Linked DNA regions of Drosophila melanogaster: region 1 is linked to region 2. The links are chromatin contacts, called in public Hi-C maps. All regions are on one chromosome and are shown on one strand. The core of a region is the stretch at or near the end of the contact, and the rest is flanking DNA. Distances in the headings are between cores, read along the strand shown. Region 1 holds the start of lawc (leg arista wing complex). Region 2 holds the start of lncRNA:CR45531 (long non-coding RNA:CR45531).

Region 1 (6,074 bases), core at 3,331-5,830, 1.6 Mb after region 2:
TTATTTTTTTTGTGTTTAGGTTACCGCGACATCCGTAAATGTCGTGGAATTATTTGGCCAGCCGGATATGGAAATGCAAAATGGAAATTGCCACGGACTTAAGGTTGCAAAGATTTATAAGTTTATTTTAATTTGGTGTAGTAAATCTTTGATGTTTTCGTTTTTAGAGAGATGGTAGATGTCTTGGTATTTTTCCAGGGCTGGAAAGTGCTGCCTAGCAGTGTTGTATAACTTGTGGGATACGTTATCGATAACGTTACATTGGTCACACATGTTATTGTTTGTAACGTGCATTTGATTCAAAATATAATTGTCAAATGCGTTATCGCTGAGAAGTCTGTTAAAAAGAATTTGTACCAAAGCAAAAAATCCACCACATCCACGAGTTGGGCTTACAACTAAAGCACCATAAATGAGAAAGCGCGCCAAAATCGAGCATCATCAAAAGTGAGTAATAAAGGAAAAAGCGAAATAAAGTAGCTGCAATCTTACGGAATCGTGAGCCCGCCAAAAATTTGGCGTACACCCAAAGAGAAAACGCGAATAAGGTATAACAAATAATGCTCGGACAGCGAAAGAAGGAATAGGGAATCGAGAGAAAGATAAAACAATTTATTGGAATTCTTAGTGAAAAGTTAGAAATAAAGGAAAAAGTGGACAAAAAAAAACTGCACTTTCGATGTATTTTAATACTCAAATTTTATTAACATAGAAATTAACGATTAGACAGACCGTTTTCTGGCTGACCGTTTTATATACCGTATATACTGTGAAAAATACTACATAATACTCATGGGTGTGGAACACCGCTTAATCATTGGTTTATGTCCAGGATAAAAATTTTAAACGTCGTTTATACCTTTTTAAAACAATCTATAGTTAATCAAAAAGAATAAATATAAATAAATAAAGAGTGAAAACAAAGCAAGTGCATAAACACAGCGATCATTTATTATTATGTATATTTAACACACATATTTAATATGCACGCGAATAAAATGAAAAAGTCAACGGCAGTCTTTCAAATGAAAAAACTAAAAGTAACAAGGAAAGTTTTTTTTTTCTATAAATATAGAACTAAAACTATGATGAAAAAACTCATCATTTGATAATACTAATAAGTATGCTACTTCAGTTCTGGCTTCTTTCCGAGTAAATACATGATTTTCCAACTTCTTAGAAGTCATCTGCACGTTTTTGACCACAAAAACATCTTCTCCTTGAAATTATTTGTTGCACCTGGGTTCCTATAAGCAAAAGTAGTTTTTTTTTAGTGCATCTAAAAAGGCAGCTTATTGTAAGCAGCTTACATGAAGTCCACGGGGCTTTCAGCTCTTTAAATTTCTTTCTTTTGCGTTTCCGGGTGTATCTAAACAAGAATTTCGAAATGGTTTTGATTAAAGTGCTCATCTTCTTGAAAGCGCAGCACTTGTCTACTTACTGTGCCATTGCTTTGGGGAAGTTTTGCTTCCGATTCTTAGTCCTGTCGTTGAGCTTGCATCTGCTTTCGGTCTTTTCAATCTGTGGCTATGATTATGATGCAGTTGCTCCTCGCAGGAGAAGACGCGACTCTCGTCCTGCGATATCCACAGTCGCGCTTTGCACGTGCAGGTGGAATCACCATGCGATAGCCGGCTTGAAATTTAAACTAATGTCGCTGCAGCTAAGGACTTTGTTCGCATATCCAGAGCGGTGGAGAATCTGCAATTCAAATTGTTGTATATGTATATATTGTATGTATATATGTTTTAGCCACTCTGTAAAAGTCCCATGTAACATTCATGTACCTAAACTAAATGCATAAACAATTTTAAATAAACGTGCCAATTTAATGGAAAAAAACATCGATCACAGCTGATTTGCACTAGAAGGTTCGAGTCTCTGATAGCCAGCAAGTTGGTATTTTTGCAGCATATTTTTTCTGCTGTCTGCGCACCATAAAATTGTTTATATTACTTTTCAAAAACATTGGCAAGCGTATATTTGCACAAAATGTAACCCTTATCTTATAATCAAACGGGTAAATATATTTAAACGGGAAAGTGCAGCAAATGCAACGCGCGAGTCCGTTTCCACCACATGGTATTCGGTTTGGATTTTTTTTTAGTATTTTTTCGCGGCATTCTACCGCACGCGTTAGTGCATACGCACACGGCTCGCGGGGCATATTATAGCGACGCACCACGGTCACGCTGCTCAAAGTGAAACGGCCAAACGAAGAAGACGTATCGTGTGTGCTCAGACTTGTGCTCTCAAAATTTTTGGTCAACTACATTATTCAGCTCTGGTAGCGAAACAACAACAACAACTACTACTACTACTCACACTTAACAACAATACGAACGAAATAACAATGCCGTCGACGCAGCGCCGAAACGCAGATATATTTTTTTTTGTTAATTCTTTTGGAGCAAGCAAGTTCTTCTTCAGCGAGCAAAAAATAAATGAAATGCAGCCGCCGCACAACATGATATGCAGATTAATTTAAACAAAACAGCGATCGAACTACCGCGGGTGGGGGTTCTTTTTATCACTATATTTGACAACAATTTGTATACTGTTTTTATTTGTTGCCGTTGTTTTACCTTTTGGTCAGTCATATATGCAGATATATGTATATATATATATATGTATATCTTCATAAATGCACATGAGAATTCGCGGAACGGAACACACTATAGAAACGTTAAGCAGCGGCAGTAGCAGCAACAAGAACAACAGCAGCAACAACAACTACTACAACGAACAGAGACGACGTCGAAGGAAAGATTTTTACTCGCGTCGCGGTATACTTCAACTGTTTTTGAACTTTTATTGCGTGTTTGCTGCTGCGACAAAACTTGCGCGGCGCCACAAAGCGGAGAAAACGTTGACCGCGTGTGTGTGGCGGAGAGCATGCGCTCTCTCGCCCGTATACGTATACGCGCTGTTGTGCGGTGGTGTGCGTGTCTGCGCCAGTCGGTACGCGATTTCAGTTGCGCCGCCCGTTTCGCTCGCGTTTATCGCGACTCACACACTGAAGTGAAGGCGGGCGACAAGCGCTGCCATTGCCAATGCCACAGTGTTGTCCGTTGTTCGCCGCGTTCGCTCTCGCCGCAACTCGAGTCGATATGCCCGAATTCGCCGCCGCGCCTGGCTGTGTGTGACTTGCTTGCTCCAAATTTAGACGAACCCTCATTGTTTTCCTCCCCTGTCTCAGTTTAGAGTTTTAACTAAAAAAGATCACAAGCCAAAAAAAAAAAAAACAAAGAGAAACCTAAAGAAATATCAACCAAAAGTGTGCAAAATCCAAAAGATTCTACAATCCGAATCGAAAACAAAAACATAAGAACCACAAAAGCAGCAGCAGAAAGAGACACAGAGAGCAGCGAAAACTTAACTGCGAATTCAGCGGCTGAAGCAAAGCAGCGGAGCCCAAGTGCAAGCGAGACGGCAGCAGAGCTCCGCTGCAAGGCAACGGGATAGAAAGAGAGATAAATAGAGAGACAGCGCAGCAGCGATATAGAGTGAGAGCAGGCGGGAGAGCGAGTAGCGGCAGCGACAGCAACACAGCCACAAAAGAGATCGTGAGAGGGAGGGAGAGCTAGACGACGACCTACTACACAAAAAAAGGTGATAATTTTTTCATTTCATTCTTTTTACCTTTTGATTTTTCTTTCTTTACCCCCTTCGAATTTCGTTTTAGTTGTATTTTGTGGTATCTATAGTTAACACATCTTGTACGCCTAGTCTAGTTTTAAGTGAAAATCGTACGAATCGTACGTACCAAGAAATGCCAAAGCAAATAATGTAACTTGCTCTCTCTCTCCCTCGCACACTTCCTCTAGCTCTCGCTCTCATTTCATAACTCGTTTTCCATAAATTTCATATATATTTTATTCAGTTGTATATTTCTTTGTTCACCCCACTAAGAATCAAACGCCTTTCCTAATTCTCGTCCAAAAAGTCCAATCAATTCAAAATCATTACGAATTTCGATTTGCAGCTTTGTAGCTCACTTTCATTGAAACCACAAAGAAATAAATGAGAGAGAGAGAGTGTGAACATTTAACAGTAACGAGGGCTGTTATTAACATTTCAGCGGTGCGTAAAAGAAACCAATAAACATTAACAAAAAAAAAAAAAGAGAGTTGCTAAAAACCAAACAAAAATGTCTGCATTTTTCAATCCTTTCGAGTGTGTTTTGTGGGCGGGCTGACGTCTGACATCACGCGGGGCTGCTTCTTTTGCTCCTAGTTACTTTTCTTGGCCCAGAGCTGTGTGGAACAAGTCATAGTAAGAAAGTATCGTTGGTTTACAATGGGCACATTGGAACACTCTTCTATGGAAAGTGCACCACTTGCCCACTGTGTTTTTTCTCTCTTTTTCGCTGCCCCAGCGGCAAATCTTTATCCTTTCGCATCGAATTCGCCATCTAACAGTGTGCGTTAACATGAAAGCGCTAACAGCGGCAGGGCAGCCAGAGCCACAAGGCGAAAGGGTGAGGGGGAGAGTTAGTCAGTGGATGAGTGTTCGCCAGCAAATCGTAATATACTTTTGTAACAGACCACTGCTTCGGGCCGCGCTGGCGGCAGACTGAACCGCGTTGTCACACATTCAAAATTTCAACAAACTTCGCTACGCTGCCGACGTCGACGTCCCCACGCCAAGTTAACCAAGCGAGTGTGAGCGAGTATTGGGCTCTTGAATTCGCCTCACGCTCACTTGTCGCTTTGTCGCCGGCCGCTCTCCGTCTCGCTCTCGTTTTCGGGGAATAATTTCAATGATTTTTCTTTCCTTTGAAAAGAAGTTTCTAGCAGTTGTAGTTGTAGTCGCCCATGGGCTTAGATTGTATTTTTTATGTTGCTCTTCGTTCGTAAATTTCATTTAGTTTGGATATTTTATCATTTTACGAGGGGTTTTAGGCAGTTTTTACTCGATATTTGTACATTTTTGCACTTGTAGTTTCCGCAAGTTATGGTTTTGTTGCGGCATAGCTTAAGTTTTCCCCCACAAATGTTAAATTGAGTGGGTTTTTAAGCATTTTATCATATTTTTTGTAGGGTTTCTTTCAGGTATACGCTGTTAACTATAGGAGAAATATTGTTTTCAAAGTAACAAGTACTTATGTATGTGATTTTTGCCACTTTCGTACATTTTAGACAAATCAATGAATATTTCTCATTTTCAACATATTCTATTATACAATGACTAGCTGAAATACAGAGGTGGTCAAAAGTATTTACAGTATTGAAGTATTTTTGACCACCTCTGTATTTAGCCTTCATTGGTGGTCGTTCATATAATGTTGTTTCCCCACTATCTTATCTCTTTTGATTGGATTTCACATGTTTAAGGGGTCAAAATGAGTGTATTTTTCAATGCTCAATTCGCTTCCGTTTTCAGCATGCTTACTCACGCACACACTTGTGCGCTTTAAACGCTTACGGTTCTGTGTGTGCGTGTATGTAAATGTCTAATACTTGTGTCAATTTTCCCTAGTGATGTAATAGATTTTTTAGGTGCGGCTTTTTTTCCGCCTTCATTCGCTCTGCCATGTTCCACACTTTTTCATGCTCTTTAATATTATTTTTTTTAGTTTGCCAACGAGGTCAGACTGGCACAAATACACATGCAAATGCACGTGCATATGAGTGCGCGCACACAGAGACATCCCTAAATAAATCGCAGTTTGCAGTTCTCCCTTCCACCCTTGCTCTTCTGTCTCTCGTTTGTCTACCTTTCATATGCCCTACCTGTAAGCGATCGCTGTTGTTGTTACTGTTAAATGAATCTGTTACACTCCTCTTCTTTCTTAAAACCTTACTTCCGGCTTGATCATCTCATGCTCTCCCTCCTCTCGCTCTTTCTCACTGTTTCTGCATAAATAAGTTGCCCGCATTTTGTTGTTATCGCTAAATTCTAGTGTATGTGTGTGTGCTGGTTGGGTGTATCTGTATCAGCTTGTAGTATTTCTAAGCCTTGTTTTGGTTTCACGCCCTTTTTATTTAATTATCTGTAGAATGTGCGGCGACCCAGAGATTCCGATTCCGTTATCCCTCATTAAGAAAAGTAAACACCTGCCATAATATGTA
Region 2 (6,015 bases), core at 895-3,394:
GAAGCTTATTTGAAGAATTTGAGTGAATCACTTATGTATGTATGTATATGTAGATATGTTCTTTAATCCAATTATCTTGAAACTATTTTGTTTTTTACCCAAAAATCTTTTAATTATTTATTTATGCATTCCTAAATTGGGTTGAGTTCTATGAAGTGTGGGCATTGTTCACACATGATACAAAGAAGAAAAGGCGAAAATTAAAGAACTGAGCAACTGATGACAGCTAATCTTGCTTTCTTATTATCTGAAAATGTGGGCATGTAAAATTCCATAATTTATGAATCATCCCATCCAACAACAATGCACAAATATAATTACTTATATGTACATTAATATGTACATATGTATGTGTATGTGAAACGTCACACAAATCTACTATATTTACATACAAATGTATATGTGAGTGTGGAATTTAAGCAAAACGGATTGCAAGAATAATCGCAATGTTAATTGCAAAATGCGAGAAGTGAAAACAGAGTTGCCACGTCATACGGTGGCAGCCCTGATCGAGAGAAACTACGAAAGCGCTGACTAACTGTACTTCATCCCATTTTTCTTCTACTTTGCGAAGTTTTTTTTTATATTTTTCTTTTGTTGTTTCCCTTCTTTCGATTCTAATAAGCACACCCTTTTTTCGTCTCCGTTTTCTCCTTCTAATTTACCAGCGTGAATAGGCAAAAATAGAAAGGAAGATACATAAGTGGCACAGGAGAGAAACCCTGGAAGGACAAGGAGGTAGATAGAAGCCCAAAAAAGACCAACCGCAAAGCGAACCAAACAGAAAATAAAGCTAAAACCAAAACCAAATCGGTATGTAAAAAGTGATGGAGAAAAAAAGCTGCGTCGACGTCGCTGCCGTCAGCTTTATTGCGGAATTTACCTCTGCCGATTTCGCTAATCTCCCACCCACACGCACACAACCAAAAGGGGTTTATTTATAACTATGTATAACGGGGTGTCAACCAAAATCTCCTGAGATTTCCACTTCGACTGGCTTGCAAAAATCCCAAGAAATCTAGAAAATCCCCGGTGATTTCATTAATCGCCCTACCCATTTTAAATTTTATATTCGTACTCTAATATTAGTGTTACATATTTTATTGGATTTGACTGGATTGTGCTTCACAAATCTCCATGTGTATGTGTATGTAGCTATGTATGTATTTCAAGCTTGATACATACATACATACATATGTATGTACATGGCTCAGATCGAAGTGCAGCTGAAACATCTCCGAAACTCTCTTATCAATCGACACCTGTCTTCTCGGCTGTGTGCGTGTGTTTATGTTATCAGCTCACTTCCACAAACACACACGTACACACACACACACACAGTTGTAGCATGCGGAAGTGTTTTTGCTGTGTATTTTCATTGCTTTGTTGTGGTGGCCTCGGAATTCGGAATGGGAAAAAATTGCAAAACAAAAACATTTGATACAACCACAATGACAATAAAAATAATAATAATAATACTAATAATAATAATAGCTGAATATTATTCCTGAAATTTGTAAATTCTGCGCTGCAGAAATCTAAGCAATGCAATGACAACGATGACGACAAAAAGCCCACGACAGACTTTGGCTTTCAGACTCGTCGACTTCACTTGATGGAGGGGGGAAGCATTTCAGTGCCGGCCAGCCGGAGCATTGAGTGCCCTACATGTCAAGGTCGCTCAGGGAATGTTGAGCCCAGACTTTTGAGTACTTAACATTGCCTTTTCACACATAACCCGAAGCTTTTCACGTTCAATGTAATGTTACATTTATGGCTTATTTTTTCAATAGAATCCATTCCTATTTAATGTGTATTCCTTTTTTTCAAATTCTAACAATATCATTTAAGAGCAAGAACTTTACTCAGAATACCTTAATATTTATAGTTGAAAAATATCGTTTAAGCATAAAAAGCATACATTAAGAAGATATTCTTAACGATATCCCAAAAATTTCTTGCCAACCAATATGCCAACCGACTTACTGGGAGGGCACTTAGCTCCACTTCAGAAATGCTATAATATTGATAACAATAATAAAACAAAAACAAATGCTACAACAGCAACCAACGAGCGACGAATGAAAAGCGCAAGGCACAGATGACGAAAACGTCGACGTCGCTGTCGCCGACAAACGAAGAGCGAGCAAAAAAGTGGGAGTCGTGGAGCACAGATGCGGTGGGTGCGGAGGGCATAGAAAGCGATAGGCAGAAGAGATGTTCGGGAGGAGCGTGGAAAGGGAGGGGCAGAAGCACACCTGAAAGTCATAGTCATAACGGGTTGTTGTTCTTGTTGTCTGTGCGTTGTTTTTGTTGGTTAGGCGAAAAAAAAAAAAAATAAGAAGAGTATGAAGCAAGAATCAAAGCAAGGTAAATGCAAAAACAAACAAAAGGAAAAGGGGATGAATGCGCGGAGGAGGAGGAGGCCGATGGCAGTTGGGAAGAAAGAATAGGAAAAAGAGCAAAGAAAATGAAATCGCAAACAAATAAGAAGACAATAGCAAACTAAAATCGGCGGCAATGAAGCAAAGCGAGAAACGAGTTAAATTTACACCAAGAATACGGCGGAAAGGAGAATGAGAGAGGTCGTAGGGGTGGCATCGAAAGAGAGGAGAGGACAGACAACCCGAACTTTTCCCGAGCAAAGTTATCAATCAACCGAAAAAACGCTGTATTGACCGGATATTTGTTGTACACTCAGCTCGGAAATTCCCGTTTTCCGGGAATCGAACTCATTGTAATGTATTATGCATACATACATGCACATACATACATACATACATATCTAAATTCCTAACGACTTCTATTGAAAAAGAGAATTTCATTTACTCAAAATTTGCATTTAAGAACCATCTTATTTAATGTGAGCATTTTAATCCTACTACTAGTTTTTTTTAATGTGTATAAGAGCATCTATTAATAGAGGTTTTCATGAAAACTACTCATGATCGCAAATTTGTATACATACATACATATGTACATACATGTATGTAATATAATTTGTTATACAAATGTTACTATTCTTTTCCTCTTAAAAGCGGTTGAAAAGATCAACAATTCTTTCAATTCGTAATAATGTCGAAGGAGCTCCTCACAATTACAATATAAACAAACAGATGTGCAGTAAATCCTATACTTAAACATCATAGACCTGCATAGATATGTATGTACATATGTATGTATGCGTGTATCTATGGATAAATATACATACATATGTACATACATGTATGTAGATATTTGAACGGGTAAATATGTATGTGCATTTAATACGAGTGCCGGGTGGAGGCGGAGGGGCGTGGCGATGGGAGTGGGGCGTCTTTCGGGGGGTCGAGCGAAAAAACACAAAATATAATACTGGGCCAGCTGCTGTCTCGCTCGCACCCGCACCGCTAAACGGGCTGGCCTTGCGCAACGCGCTCGCTTGCTCACACACACAGGCACTGTGCTCTTTAATCTCCAGAGTTTACGAAGAGTGTGATAAGGAGAGCGGGAGTGTGAGAGGGGAGAACACTCTCGAGCGGTCGCGAACGGAAAGGCCCCGCTTCGCAACGCGTCGTTTTGTTTCGTTTCATTTCGTTTCGTTTGCAGCCACAACAAGTTTTTCAGCAGAAGAGCACGCGTGCAAGCGAGACGGGCATACCAAAAAATAATGCCAACGCACACACACTCACAAATATCTAACCGTTAACCCATTAAGGTCTCTGCGGGCTGCCCTCAAAATAAAAATAAGAGAAAAGCATATACTGCCAAGATTTCGATAGATAAAAGAGATCGCCACCACCGATAAAGTTCTTCGGGGATCAGCGATCTAAGGTTTTTTTTCATTGTCTGCTAGTATTTTTAGCAGTGGGTTAATGTCATACTCTATTAGTCATCTAATCGAGACCTAGGAAAGTATTGTTATGATCGTTTTCTGGATAAAAACAGTATTTCATGTAAAAGTACAATAATACTTGGGTTAAATTACAATATGTTTGTATTTCTCACATTGTTTTAATCTTTGACTATATAGAGACTTTTATTTCTTCAAAATCCTCGAATCCGTCTAAAGTCTTAAGTTATTTCTAATCATTTAAATATTTTGTGTCATGTTGATTTTGTTTTGGAGTTAAATCCGTTAAAATGTGTGTCATTGTGTGCGTGCCACGTGGTAATCGCGTACTCTATTCGCAATTTTGATTAAACCACCCCCTTATGAACATAACTGCAATTTTTTGTAGAACACCATCTAATCCCATTTTGTTTGGTATTACAATTTTTACCCAATTAAGAAATTCATCAAACCGAAAAAATGTGTTTATTTTATAACAAGCATTATAACGCAACTTTACACGACTTGCTTATCTGGGTATGTCCCTCTCTTTCCCATCATCGCTCCGTCTCACTCGTTGCTTTTCGCACGCTACTCTGTTGCTGTTTTCATTTTTTTCCCATTTTTTTTTGTTAATTCATTATTGAGGCCAATTGAATTTGTGTGAAGCAAAGTGTGCGAGTGTGTGTATCTGACAGAGTGTGCGTGTGTGTGTGTGTGTGTGCCTAGCAGCGTGCTTGAATGAGTGACGCAGCGACGGAGAGACAAAAAGACGGACGGACTTGCCTGCGCTGCGCTGCTTGGACGAGTACCCGGCAAGAGACTATGCAACACGTTTAAATATGCGCAACCGACGAGCGACGAACAACAACACGAATGCCGAACGAAAGGGAGAGAGCACAGAAACGAAAAAAAATAACCGAACACACACGCACATACACATACCAGCGCAAGTAATTTGGAAGAAGAAGCAGATGACGGCAAAGAAGACGAAGCAAAAGAGGCGGCAAAAGCAAAAAGCAGCAGCTGAGCAGAGAGTTTGATGACGTCGCCTGCCAAAGTCTAACTGTTCGTGGCACGCAGACACACACACACACACACTCTCATGTACAGATGAACTGGCCATACCCGCTCCCCATTGCCAACCCCCTCCTCACACCATCACTGCATTTTCCTTGCCTTTTTTTCGCGTCTTTTTATCGATGAGTGCTGGCTGTACTAGTGTTGTTCTTGTTGTTTGGGTCACAAGTTCGCGATGCCGGCTTATCCGAATTTTCAAATGACCTACAGTTCAGATACAAGTTAGAAATGTATATTTGCATACATAGCTTTGAAACAATATACATAGTAAAACAACTTTGGACTAATCACCTTAAAGGGGCATTTAAAATTGATGTTCTATATTTTTTTGCCCTTAAGATTTATGTAGATATATTTGTACATTCAGTATATGTAACTTTAGTGGTTAATAGGTAATCTAAACATTATACATTAGATAAAGACATATGCCCATTAGTAATAGGTGTAGGGCACAACTTGCTGCGGGGAAAGCACACACCAAACGGAAAAACACGAGTTTGCTTCCAGCCCGAAAGTAAATAAAATAATATCGGTAGTATCATAAATATGAAAATATATAGCACCCTACATATTTTCCAATATTGCTATACATACATACATAGCTACATATGTATAATAACAAAATAGATACATACATATGTATGTATGTATGTTCCAAGTTGAGTGTATTGCAATGTAAAGAGACTAGCGCAGCATCTGCGACTAATTTCTAAAAGGTACATACATACATACATATGTACATACAATACATACATATATTTCGATCGGAAAAGCCTAATTGACCTCTTGGACATTGGCAAAGGTGTAAGCCATGTGCAGAGAGATCGAAGCCGAAGGGAGACCAGTGAGGACATTGGAGAAGGAGCAATATCAATTACAACGGGGAAGGGGGACCAGGTGGTCCTGCGTCCGGAGTTGCCAACTGTCACCGAAGGACACGGCGAAGAGGAGACCGAGAAAAGTGTTGAGGATGAGAAGGGAAGCGGAGGAGCAGGAGCAGGAGCAGAAGCAGTAGATGCGATAGAGAAGAGGTGCAGTCTAATTTCTGACGCGTTCTTTAAAACACCTTTTTGTGCGGATTGACAGATACGATGAAAACTTACAGCAAAGCAATGCCAGCCCAT

What was found. Hi-C and Micro-C count contacts between places; a contact is called where the count stands out from the background.
Region 1: a contact with region 2 is called in a Hi-C map of the Kc167 cell line, with 2.4 times the contacts expected there. The contact joins the promoter of lawc here to the promoter of lncRNA:CR45531 in region 2. A contact is called at or near these places in 5 of 107 Hi-C or Micro-C datasets (the Kc167 cell line, eye imaginal disc and pre-blastoderm embryo) and 1 of 6 datasets of contacts at active chromatin or transcription factors (the Kc167 cell line).

What each region holds. Positions count from the first base shown.
Region 1 is chrX:8,407,078-8,413,151 of dm6, forward strand. It overlaps lawc (leg arista wing complex), which reads right to left and starts at 4,581. Exons shown (of 4, transcript NM_001258650.2): 1 at 2,586-4,581; 2 at 1,442-1,701; 3 at 1,311-1,369; 4 at 931-1,247. The coding sequence starts at 2,897. The coding sequence ends at 2,676. It overlaps Trf2 (TATA box binding protein-related factor 2), which reads left to right and starts at 2,195. Exons shown (of 10, transcript NM_206654.2): 1 at 2,195-2,287; 2 at 3,200-3,612. It overlaps PIG-T (Phosphatidylinositol glycan anchor biosynthesis class T), which reads right to left and starts at 186. Exons shown (of 2, transcript NM_132247.4): 1 at 1-186.
Region 2 is chrX:6,858,195-6,864,209 of dm6, forward strand. lncRNA:CR45531 (long non-coding RNA:CR45531) reads left to right here and starts at 2,145. Exons shown (of 1, transcript NR_123816.1): 1 at 2,145-5,041. All of the region lies in intron 2 of CG14434, which reads right to left. It also overlaps a transcript of CG43736 not described here.